2 separate regions of the Danio rerio genome follow, and region 1 is linked to region 2. The links are chromatin contacts, called in public Hi-C maps. All regions are on one chromosome and are shown on one strand. The core of a region is the stretch at or near the end of the contact, and the rest is flanking DNA. Distances in the headings are between cores, read along the strand shown. Region 1 holds the start of naa80 (N-alpha-acetyltransferase 80, NatH catalytic subunit). Region 2 holds the start of fsbp (fibrinogen silencer binding protein).

Region 1 (5,280 bases), core at 1,246-3,745, 140 kb after region 2:
ATAAAAACAGCTTTGTTAAGGGTTTATTAAATGTGAAATAAATCAACCAGCTGTGGGGTAAATCAAAGGATTGCAAACTTTGGTTTGAAGCAAAGAAATATCTGAAAATCAGGCAAAAAGGAAAAGGTACAAGACTGTACTTGTTGCTTCAGTGAGGGAAGCAATGGAGATAAACAAAAGCATTCATTTACAGATGTCAGCTTTTTAATATTCATTTAAACAAGCATTGAGCTCATAACAGGTCCGTCTTCAATTATTGTCCAAAAAAACTAAATTCCTTTGGAGAAAATGAGTGGAGTTTTACTTACCCAAGTCCAACTTTTTATCTTGGAAGCAAAACAGACTCAAATACAGTTCTGAGGAACATCTGTGAAGACCTATCCTTATGGCGCCATTGACCCACACTGAGAAGTGTTGGATAAATCAAAAATTCATTCATTCATTCATTCATTTTCTTCTCGGCTTTGTCCCTTTATTAATCTGGGGTTTCCACAGTGGAATGAACCGCCAACTTATACAGCATATGTTTTACGCAGCGGACGCCCTTCCAGCTGCAACCCATCACTGGGAAACATCTGCACACACTCATTTACATACATACATTACGGAAAATTTTTGCATACCCCAATTCACCTACCACGTCTTTGGACTGTGCACCCAGAGGAAACCCCTGCAAACACAGGGAGAGCATGCAAACTCCACACAGAAATGCCAACTGACCCAGCCAAGGCTCGAACCAACGACCATCTTGCTGTGAGGCGATTGTGCTACACACTGCGCCACAATGATGCCCAAACAAGTAGAATACTTTAACAAATTTAATCTTTTTATACAACGTACTTATTTTGTAAATACATGTTTTACTTTATACTTATGATTGATTAAATACCTGGGTGTAATTATATCTAATTAATTTCTGAAATTACACACTTCACTATCTTTATCCTTACACCTTAACTTTTTCCTTCTTGTTCAAACTACTTGTTTAAAATGAGTTGAAACAACATAATTAAGTTTTTTTTTTTGGGACAACTGATATTTTTATGTTCAGTCAACTTAAATTTATGAAGATGGTTAATTTAACTTAATTTGTGTTGGGACAACATGAAGGAATTGTGTCGAAGCCTGCATTTTATACAGTACACCCTTAAACTTTACCCATAGCAATAAACCTGTCCCTAACCCCTACCCTTATCCAACCTCAGAAGCACCAGAACATACATTATGAACAGTTAGTTCATATTCATTTATTTTTGATTCAACTACATAGTAGTTAAAGCCACCTTAAATAAAGTGGGACCAAGGAACTATACCTTTACTGATCATTTGTTCTGCCCAACCGTTATCTCAGAATAAAACATTAAATTGTTTTGCAGTGTTTGGTAGAATTTTTCTAAGGGGTTGTATTGAGCCACAGAGACATTTCTGAGTTGTCTTCTCACTCGGAGTAAAAACAAATAGTTTGCTTCTTGCTTTGTCACTGTGTTAGGTCCATTTCAAACTCATACAAAGAAATTAATACTTAAAGTCGAGGCCTGCCTGTAGTAAAATATTAATTTTAATAAAATAATATTTTATAATACACGTATGGATTATTGTAACTACATTAAGTGTTATAAAGAATATAAGTATACTTATTGTACACTGTACTTAGATCGTGTGAAACTCTCGGGATATCCAGTAGGTGGCAGTAAGTAAACTAAGGCGCTGTCTGATCTACTCCACCAGAAGAAGAGGGAGATTCAAAACAGCTGCTGCTGTGCCAGCTATAAAGTTTCCAGCATGTAGGTATCACATAGATTCAAACTAAACCCAAAATACACAGCATGTGTCAACAGCCAACGAGAATCATGAGTGTTTGTTGATTTATCTCTCCGCATCAGACTTGTTTTGAAGTCGAATGTCGCGTTGTGGTCTTGTGTGCTGAGGCATGTAGTTCATAACGTTTTCAAGAGACTGTCTTTTAGAAAGTTACGTTATAAACATAATACGACAGATTACAATGTCTTTTCAATTGTAAAAAAAATGTGGAATCAACCTCTCTTTAGCTCCCGTTTAACCTTAAATAAATTAATCGCGGATTCGCGGTTTATTATAGTAAACTGTAACTATAGTAAATGTTTTGTCGTCACATCGATTACCAGTAACGTTAGTATAGCCATAAATTTACTTGGACATACAATAGATAAACTATAGTTAAAGTAGTAAAACCATGGTTTATTTGTGGTTAACTTTGGTGTAACTTAAAAAAACAAACAAGTTTTTGATGCTGTTTTTGTAAGGGGATTGTCAGAATTATGTTTGTGATTTGCTTCAGAAAATGTATTTTTGTCCTGCAGTCTGAATGAAACAAACTCAATGCAACACAAGCTCCAAACTTAACCCCCAGATTTAAAATCTTTAACTATTATTTTAGTTATTTTATATTAGGTCCTGCAAATATTGATAGCACGGAGCCCACATACTTCCTATCAGCATTTCACACTTGTCTCAGTAAAGTCAAAAAGCTGTTAATAGTCATTTCCTTCTACTACTGATCTAGAATCAGTCTTCTCCACATCAAAATGTCTGTAACGACTACAAGATAACTGGCTAAGCTAATCCCAGACCAGTGCTACCCGGTACAGAGAAAGAGATCATTTACATGTCTTGCATTTCCTTATTTTAAGCCTCAGTTGCATGAGAAAGAGTTTTGAAACATTAACTGGCCGTTTTGTCTCTAAGCTCTGCAGGTGAGATCGATTATTTTGATTCATTTTTTAGATATTTTTATTATTTTTGTTTATTGTGATTTAGTAAGATTTGCATTTTTTGTTTTTCTTTGTTTTTAATTTAATAGTAAAATAAAAATTGCTGTATGTCGCTATGCTGTCTCCGTTAACATTGTTTAGTGTAATGTTAGTTTTATTTTTTTGCCATCAAAAGTATGATTAATTCCCTCAAAAAAGAAACTTCTGTCATCTAATTAACTTTGTGTCATACCAAGCCTGTAGCTTTATCACATGGAACATGAAAGAAGAAGTTTTGAAGAATGGTCTAAAGTACTTTTTGTTTTCTTTCATTTTTTTTTCTTTTTCTTTAAATTTTTTTTCTTCTTTAGTCCATATAGTGAAAGCCAGCGGGCTTTAACATTATTCGAAATATCTTCTACATTCCATGAAAGAAAGAAAGAAAGAAAATCACACAGGATGAGTTCAAATAATTATTGACAGAATCTTCTTATTTAGGTGAACTTTAATGTCATTTTTTGAATGTTTAATGTATGAAATGTTATTCAAATGTCACAACGTTTTGTACCAAATTTAGTGAGTTTGGTGTTTTCTGACCTGTGAAATGACACAGCCCAGAGACTAAAGAAAAGCATGTCTAAACTAAACATGAATGTTAAAGCTATATATTTTTGTATATGTAAGTTTAGATGTCTGTCTTTATTCAAACGGTTCACATTAGCATGACTTCTATGTGGTGTAACACAGGAATCACACATCCAGCCCACAGCTTCCTGACTTCCTTTGATGTTTTTTTTTGTACATGTGCAGATATATATTTTTAATATGTGCTATGTATGAGAAACTCCTATTGAATGTGTTTGTTGCTCGAACGCTGTGAATTAAAATGTGCATCTGGCTTTTTATTAATTAAGCTACTGGCTGTGAAAGTGACTTTAGACATGATGGTGAGGAAAACTGGGTGTTAAAAACAACTGACAGCTGTTGCAGCAAGTTAGAGAAATAACTGCATTTGTTTGTGAAATCAAGAGGATTAGTCCAACACTGTTGAGCACACTGCATGTCGCTTAACAGAAAAATGTTCATGTTCTGTGTAAAATAAGGAAACATCTGTCATTTACTCACATGATTGGGCTTAAATATATATATATATATATATATATATATATATATATATATATATATATATATATATATATATATATATATATATATATATATACACATACATATTATATATATATATTTTTTTCAATGTATTAAGTTAATAATTTTATAACTCACACCTGCTTAATTTATAAGTCAATGTTGTAAGTCATTGTGGTCCAAATCTGCAAGATTTGACTTTGTGTTCTTGTCTAAATGAAAGTTTTGTTATCATTTATACATCAAGCCAAACCCAAAAACTTTGGGACATAAATGAAACTTATTGAAGTTTACCAAATCTAATAACTTTTTAATACTTGCGATATGTATTTAATATTATAATAATATTATATACAGAAAAAATGGGTGTAAATAATGAACAATCCTCTAACTATTAACTGTGATTACACTGCATGTGGATATTTAACAGCAACTGTGCCTTTTAAAATAAACATTACAATGCGGTGTTTGTGCAGAACTGTTTTTGGTTTTCCAAACAACCTTTTTTAAAAATGTGAAGAACATTTTAAAGAAACTTTTTTTTCTACTGTACAAAACCATATAGTTTATGGGAAGTTTCAATATATGGTAAAGGAATAGTTTACACAAAACTGATTTCCATCAAAAATCCTGTCATCATTTACTCACTCTTTACTTGCTCCAAACCTGACTTTCTTTAATCTGTTGAACAACAAAAAGAAGAAATTTTAAGAACCTGTAACCATTGACTTCCAAAGTGTTTGTTTTTTGTAGCACCGTGGAAGTCAGGTTATTAGCTTTCTTCAAAATGTCTTTAGTGTACAGCAGAATAAAGCCACTCATGAACATTTGTAACCACTTGAGGGTGAAAAAACAGTGAGTCATTTTTGGTTGAACTATCCCTTTAAATGTTCCTTATGAAACCGTCAAAGCACATAAGAACCTTTATTTTATTATAAAAAGAGCTGTTTAATCAGGCACAGTTTAAAACAGAGATGGCCCTCCTGTGTTGACCACGTACCCTTGGCGTGTGTGCAGGTGTGATGGTGACGTCAGCTGCACAGTCTTTCGAATTGAGCCTCTTCATGAGCGCTGGGATTTAGAGGAGGCGTGTGCCCAATTGCTCAATGACCAATGGCAGCGCAGCATGGGGGCGCGAATTCACTCACTCCATCAGTCCAGCCACGACTATCCCGTGTGTCTCCTGCTACTGCAGGGCGAGAGGCAGACTCAACATGAAAAGGTCATCGGTCATGCCCGCCTGTCTCGCGTTCTGGGCAGCCGAAGTCTGTTGGTGGAGTCGGTAGTGGTTTGCAAATCATTGCGAGGGAAGGGTTATGGCCGAATCCTTATGGAAGGTGTTGAACGCTATGCCAAAGGACGGGGCTGTACCCGATTGTGCCTAACTACTCACGATAAGCAACAC
Region 2 (5,048 bases), core at 926-3,425:
TGATATACTACAGACATAAATACACATTAATGTTCATATGTTTTTTTTTTTAAATCAAAATTTTTAAAACTTTCAAGGATTTAAGATGCTGATGACCGTTAAACGCATCATAACAGGCGTGTGAAAGGGATCCATAGCATTCTTTTTTCCACGCTATAAGTTACAGTTATGTTTGAGATTGCATTTGGATTATTGGTCATTTATAAAATGCAAGTCAATGGCTACCAGAACTTTGGGACTCAAACAAAGAAATATATATAAATATATATATATATATATATATATATATATATATATATATATATATAGGCAAAACTAAACTAATGAGTTGTTCCTGTACATACACTGAAGTCTTATGAAGAAAATCGATCCGTCTGTCCACGAAATATTATTTACAGATATGTGACAAGATTTGTAAACACATTCAGGACCATTTGGTGAGCCTGTGGAATAATGTTGTAAAAAAATAAATAGTTGAACTGTAATGAATTATTTACACAGACTGAATTAAATAAGTCACTACTAGGTATGGGCTGGTATAAGATTCTGACGGTATGATAACCTTGGATAAAAATATCCCAGTTTCTTGGTATTGTGATTACCGCTCTAAAATGAGTTGTTTATGTTTTTTTAAATGTCTGGGTAAACAAACAACTTTCCCCCCCTTTGAACACAACACATTTTATTTTAAGAAACATTTTCAATATTTTGAAACAGTAAACATGTCAGGCGACATAATAAAAATCTTCATTAGTTTCAAAAACAGATTTCTTTGCAACTTTAAAAGGCATCTTTTGATATCTAACTATCTAAAAAAAAATTTACATACCTATTTAAAGACGTTCAAAAAGAGGAAAAGAATTGGCAGCCAGAGGAGAGAATAAAGTAAAATTGAATTTCCTGTCCCATAGACACTGCATTAAAAGAGCGGTTACCACAAGCGGTAATTCTTTTTTTGGAATTTGAAGCAAAGATGATATACTTTTCTTTGGATTTAAAGTAAGTCTCTGCACTTTTCAGGTCTAAAGCATGTTTGGATGTTATAGTTTATAATTTGTTTCTCAAATATTTCCTGAATTGCAGGCTGACCAGTAGCTTTTGATGTGGAGGGTTAATTTCTTCTGGAGATACTGCTGCCCAAAAACTAAATTAGTCATAAAAAACATTTTAAAAACTACAAATACCTTAGGAACAGTATAAAAGAAAATGTTAGCCAGTTATCATCCTGTGCCTAGTCACTATACAATTGGATGGCCTTGGACAGATGTGTCCAAACTCGGTCCTGAAGGGCCGGTGTCTTGACTTTAGCTTCAACTTGCTTTAACACACCTGCTTGATTGGCTGGTCCAGGTGTGTTTGATTAGGGTTGGAGCTAAACTCTGCAAAACACCGGCCCTCCAGCACAGAGTTTGGATGGCCCTGGCGTATTTCCAGTAAATTTTCTTTTTTTTAAATATCCCTTTGAGACTTTTTAATTTTATTTCTACATACATTGTAAATGTTTACATTAATTTTAAGTTTGTTAAATAAATTGTCATAAAGGTAATTTTTGCAATTAACATAATAGATATTTACAAGACTACTCTTGGCTGACAATTCTTTGTATTTTTGCACTAAACTCTGCGCTGCTACTAATGTTTGTACAAAATATTCTAGTGGCTGCTTTAACACAAGTTTTTTTTTTTTTAGGCCAAATGCTTGCTCGGCTCGCTGCGATTCGGTTCGGAATCGTTCGGTTTTGTGTACCAGCTCAACTGATTCATTAATGGTCAGACTCAAAAGAACAATTCGCTCAGAGTGAATCGCATCGTTATTAAAGAATGAACAAAGAAAAAAAAATCAAGCAATTAAATGCATGTCTCGCCAAGTCCTACAGGTGCAGGTGCAGCATTTTCATTGTTACGGTACTAATTGTTATAACTGTATTTGTCCGCCGGTCATGCTAGCCATAGCGCTAAACCCGAGCATCGCACTAGAAGTGAACCCGAGCTGCGGTTTAAGACTATCCCGAGACCACTCTCCTTAATTAAGCTATTGTGCATTTACACACACACAGCGTATGACAACTGTTATTATATTATCCACATTGACACTACTTACATGCAATCATCAGGCTGTCGATTTTATCCCGAAAATATTACACTTTGTCCCCACCCCCTGGGTTTAAGCGGTCCATAAGAAATTTAAATAACAGACCGGAGACACATGCGCAAAATGACGCTCAGGGCGTAAAAAAAGGCAATTCACTGGTTTGTGCATTTCGTATGATTTGTATACCATTCTCATGAGATCTGCTCAATACATATGGTTTGTGCATCTGGCAAATTGCACAAATCTACGCGTTTTCACAGTGGAAAGCGCAGGACTGGTTTCAGCCAATCGGTTGTCAGTGTGGTTCGGTGTGTGTAGTATTGAACAGCGCGATTGGACGGTACTCGGTGTCAACGAGGAAGTGAAAACACATGCATACAGTACGAAACATGCTTGATGCAGTATAAACGACCTTGTTTTTATTGTCTTTAAAATAAAGGCACGATCTCTACAGGAGACAGGTTTGTGAAATTTAAGCTAATTGAATTTTGGTTGCTACAACTGTACGAGAAACGTGTAAAATCACTGCTGGAAGATCCACTTTATGGTAAATATGTCTTGCTGATAAGTTACTGACGTTCATTATTGTAAAAAGTAAACCGATAATCGTTTATAAAAGCACATTTTATTGCAACTGCCTTTTGGAAAATCATGTATCTCAAATTGAATTTAATCCTACTGCAGTTAACAGTCATTGCACACCAGCTGGCTAAAGACCCTTTATCATTTGTTTCTAACTTTAGACAGTGATGGTTTACGTTATTTTCAAAGTACAGATATACGTGTAATATAAAGGAAACTGGAATTAATTGTAAATGGGTGATGTTAGTCTGGGCTTAATTATTCAGTTAAGAAAGTTTGTTTACTTGACATATCTTAATAATCCACATCATGTGTCAATAATCTAGAATAATTAAAGTAAAGATAATGAAATACATTTTTAAAGTAAGGGTGTTGTGGTTTTATTTCAATTACTGTAAAATAAAATTAATATCCAACATAATATTTGCATTAGGATGCACAATACTCAATTTTGTTTTGCAATTATGATAAATTAATTTAAAATGTAGTTATCAATTTTTGACATGTTTTCATTCATTAATTTATTTTTTTTTTACCTAATCTGATTTATAAAGGCCTTCATAAAGAGCTAAAATATTCCTGAAACAACAAATAATAATCACACTTTTGTTAATTGTGATAAAAAATGACCGAAGTGAAAATTAATGGGAAACGACTTCAAGCAGAAATATTTGCCTCAACACTCAAACAAAATCATACAGAAAGATAGCTTTCTGACATATTAACCTCAAACTTAATTTTTTTTTCATATAATAAATTATATATACACTACTTGCAGTTTAAAATTAAAAAGACTAATTGGAAAATATGCAATTTATATCAGATATGAAACTTTTAATTTTTGTTTTTCAGTATTAAAAACAAATTTTGCCAAGTATCCCCAAATTATTTTATATCAGGGGTGTCCCAACCTTTTCTTATGAAGGGCCAAAAACTAAACTTGATTGAGAGTGGTGGGCCAGAGGTAAATATACCAAACCATGAAGTTGTCAATGTTATTTTCTAATTTATTATTATATTATATAAATTAATTAATTCCATAATTTATTGCATTTAAAATATTTTTATTGCATTAACAATTATAAACTTTTGTACATTTTATAATGAACATCTTACAATAAAAAACATAAACAATCCCATTTATAACACAAAAATCATTTTGCCTTAATTGGCTTGCTGATGTCTTCTGCAATGTCCGCTATCCATCAAATTACTTTAAATATTTTTTAATTAATTAAAATTAATTCTGATTCATAGCTTTCATTCATAGCTTTTCATAGCTTTATGTGAAACGTTTAATTTCAGTCTGCCTTTTTTTTACCTCGACAGTTACAAAAACAAAAGTTATGTAAAAATAAAATTGGCATTCTCCCCAAAATTCCCCATCGTTTTACCTCTCCTCTTAGATGGGATGGAGGGCCAAATCAAAGGTTACCGTGGGCCAACTTTTGTCCAAGTTTGGACAGCTCTGTTTTATATTATTCCAAATTATTTAAACAAATTTAGTAGCTTTGGTAACTGCCATGTGACCAGCAGCTCTAGTAGGTTAATTATTATTATATCATAACATCGATTTGATCGTGTAATAAATGCCATAGCAAGCATTTTGCATTTGTTCAGGTTCTGCCTTTTGAAAATGACATTTCAGGAGATCAGTCAGTAATGAATAATGCTGTAATGTTTGTGTGTGTGTGTGTGTGTGTGTGCCCCAGAAGTCTACAGCCTGCTGTGCAGACTGTGAAATGGCATCTCCTGTAGAGTCTGCTGTGGTGAAGAGTGCTGTGCTTGTTGCTCCCATCACTGCACTGGAATTCCTAGGGGAGGATTTTCTTTTGACAGGTGACTGACATTCATTCTTTTAATGAACAGGAAGCAAATCAACAAGCTAACAATCCACGGTGAAGTAAATTATGTAGACTGTGACTCATGGGCCAATATGGATGTGATTTCTCTAAGCAACCTGAAGTGTCTCCTAATGTCCCTCAAATTATTTTAGGTAAATTTAGTGCATTTAATAATCCCAATGACATTGGCTGCATCCGAAATTGTCTACTACTCAGAATGCACTGTATTTGAATTTACTACTCTACTTTTAAAAAGTATGTTCTATAAAGTATGAATGTAAGTAGTATGAATGAAACTCTGACCTACTACATCTGCCATTCTGTCATCATCATGTGACCAAAACATCAGTTGCGTTGCTTCACTCACATTCATAAATTCTCTCACTGGGCATCATGTGATAGCGTAGCGTGCATCAAATATGCATTTCAGATTCTCGTCGGAAGTAGTAGGTCATCCGGGTACTTTTCGCATACTGTTTTTTTAAATCTATGAATTCGGATGTACTACTCGGTTTGCATACTGTTTTTAAC

The links. Hi-C and Micro-C count contacts between places; a contact is called where the count stands out from the background.
Region 1: a Hi-C map of hematopoietic stem cells shows a contact between it and region 2, with 4 times the contacts expected there. The contact joins the promoter of naa80 here to the promoter of fsbp in region 2. A contact is called at or near these places in 3 of 18 Hi-C or Micro-C datasets (caudal fin, hematopoietic stem cells and skeletal muscle).

The regions. Positions count from the first base shown.
Region 1 is chr8:28,270,269-28,275,548 of GRCz12tu, forward strand. It overlaps naa80 (N-alpha-acetyltransferase 80, NatH catalytic subunit), which reads left to right and starts at 2,496. Exons shown (of 2, transcript XM_073910438.1): 1 at 2,496-2,732; 2 at 4,893-5,280. The coding sequence starts at 2,680. It overlaps hyal3 (hyaluronidase 3), which reads left to right and starts at 2,682. Exons shown (of 4, transcript NM_001128293.1): 1 at 2,682-2,732.
Region 2 is chr8:28,127,093-28,132,140 of GRCz12tu, forward strand. fsbp (fibrinogen silencer binding protein) reads right to left here and starts at 2,176. Exons shown (of 5, transcript XM_017357477.4): 1 at 2,101-2,176. It overlaps wdr6 (WD repeat domain 6), which reads left to right and starts at 2,449. Exons shown (of 7, transcript NM_001113654.1): 1 at 2,449-2,552; 2 at 4,386-4,512. The coding sequence starts at 4,416.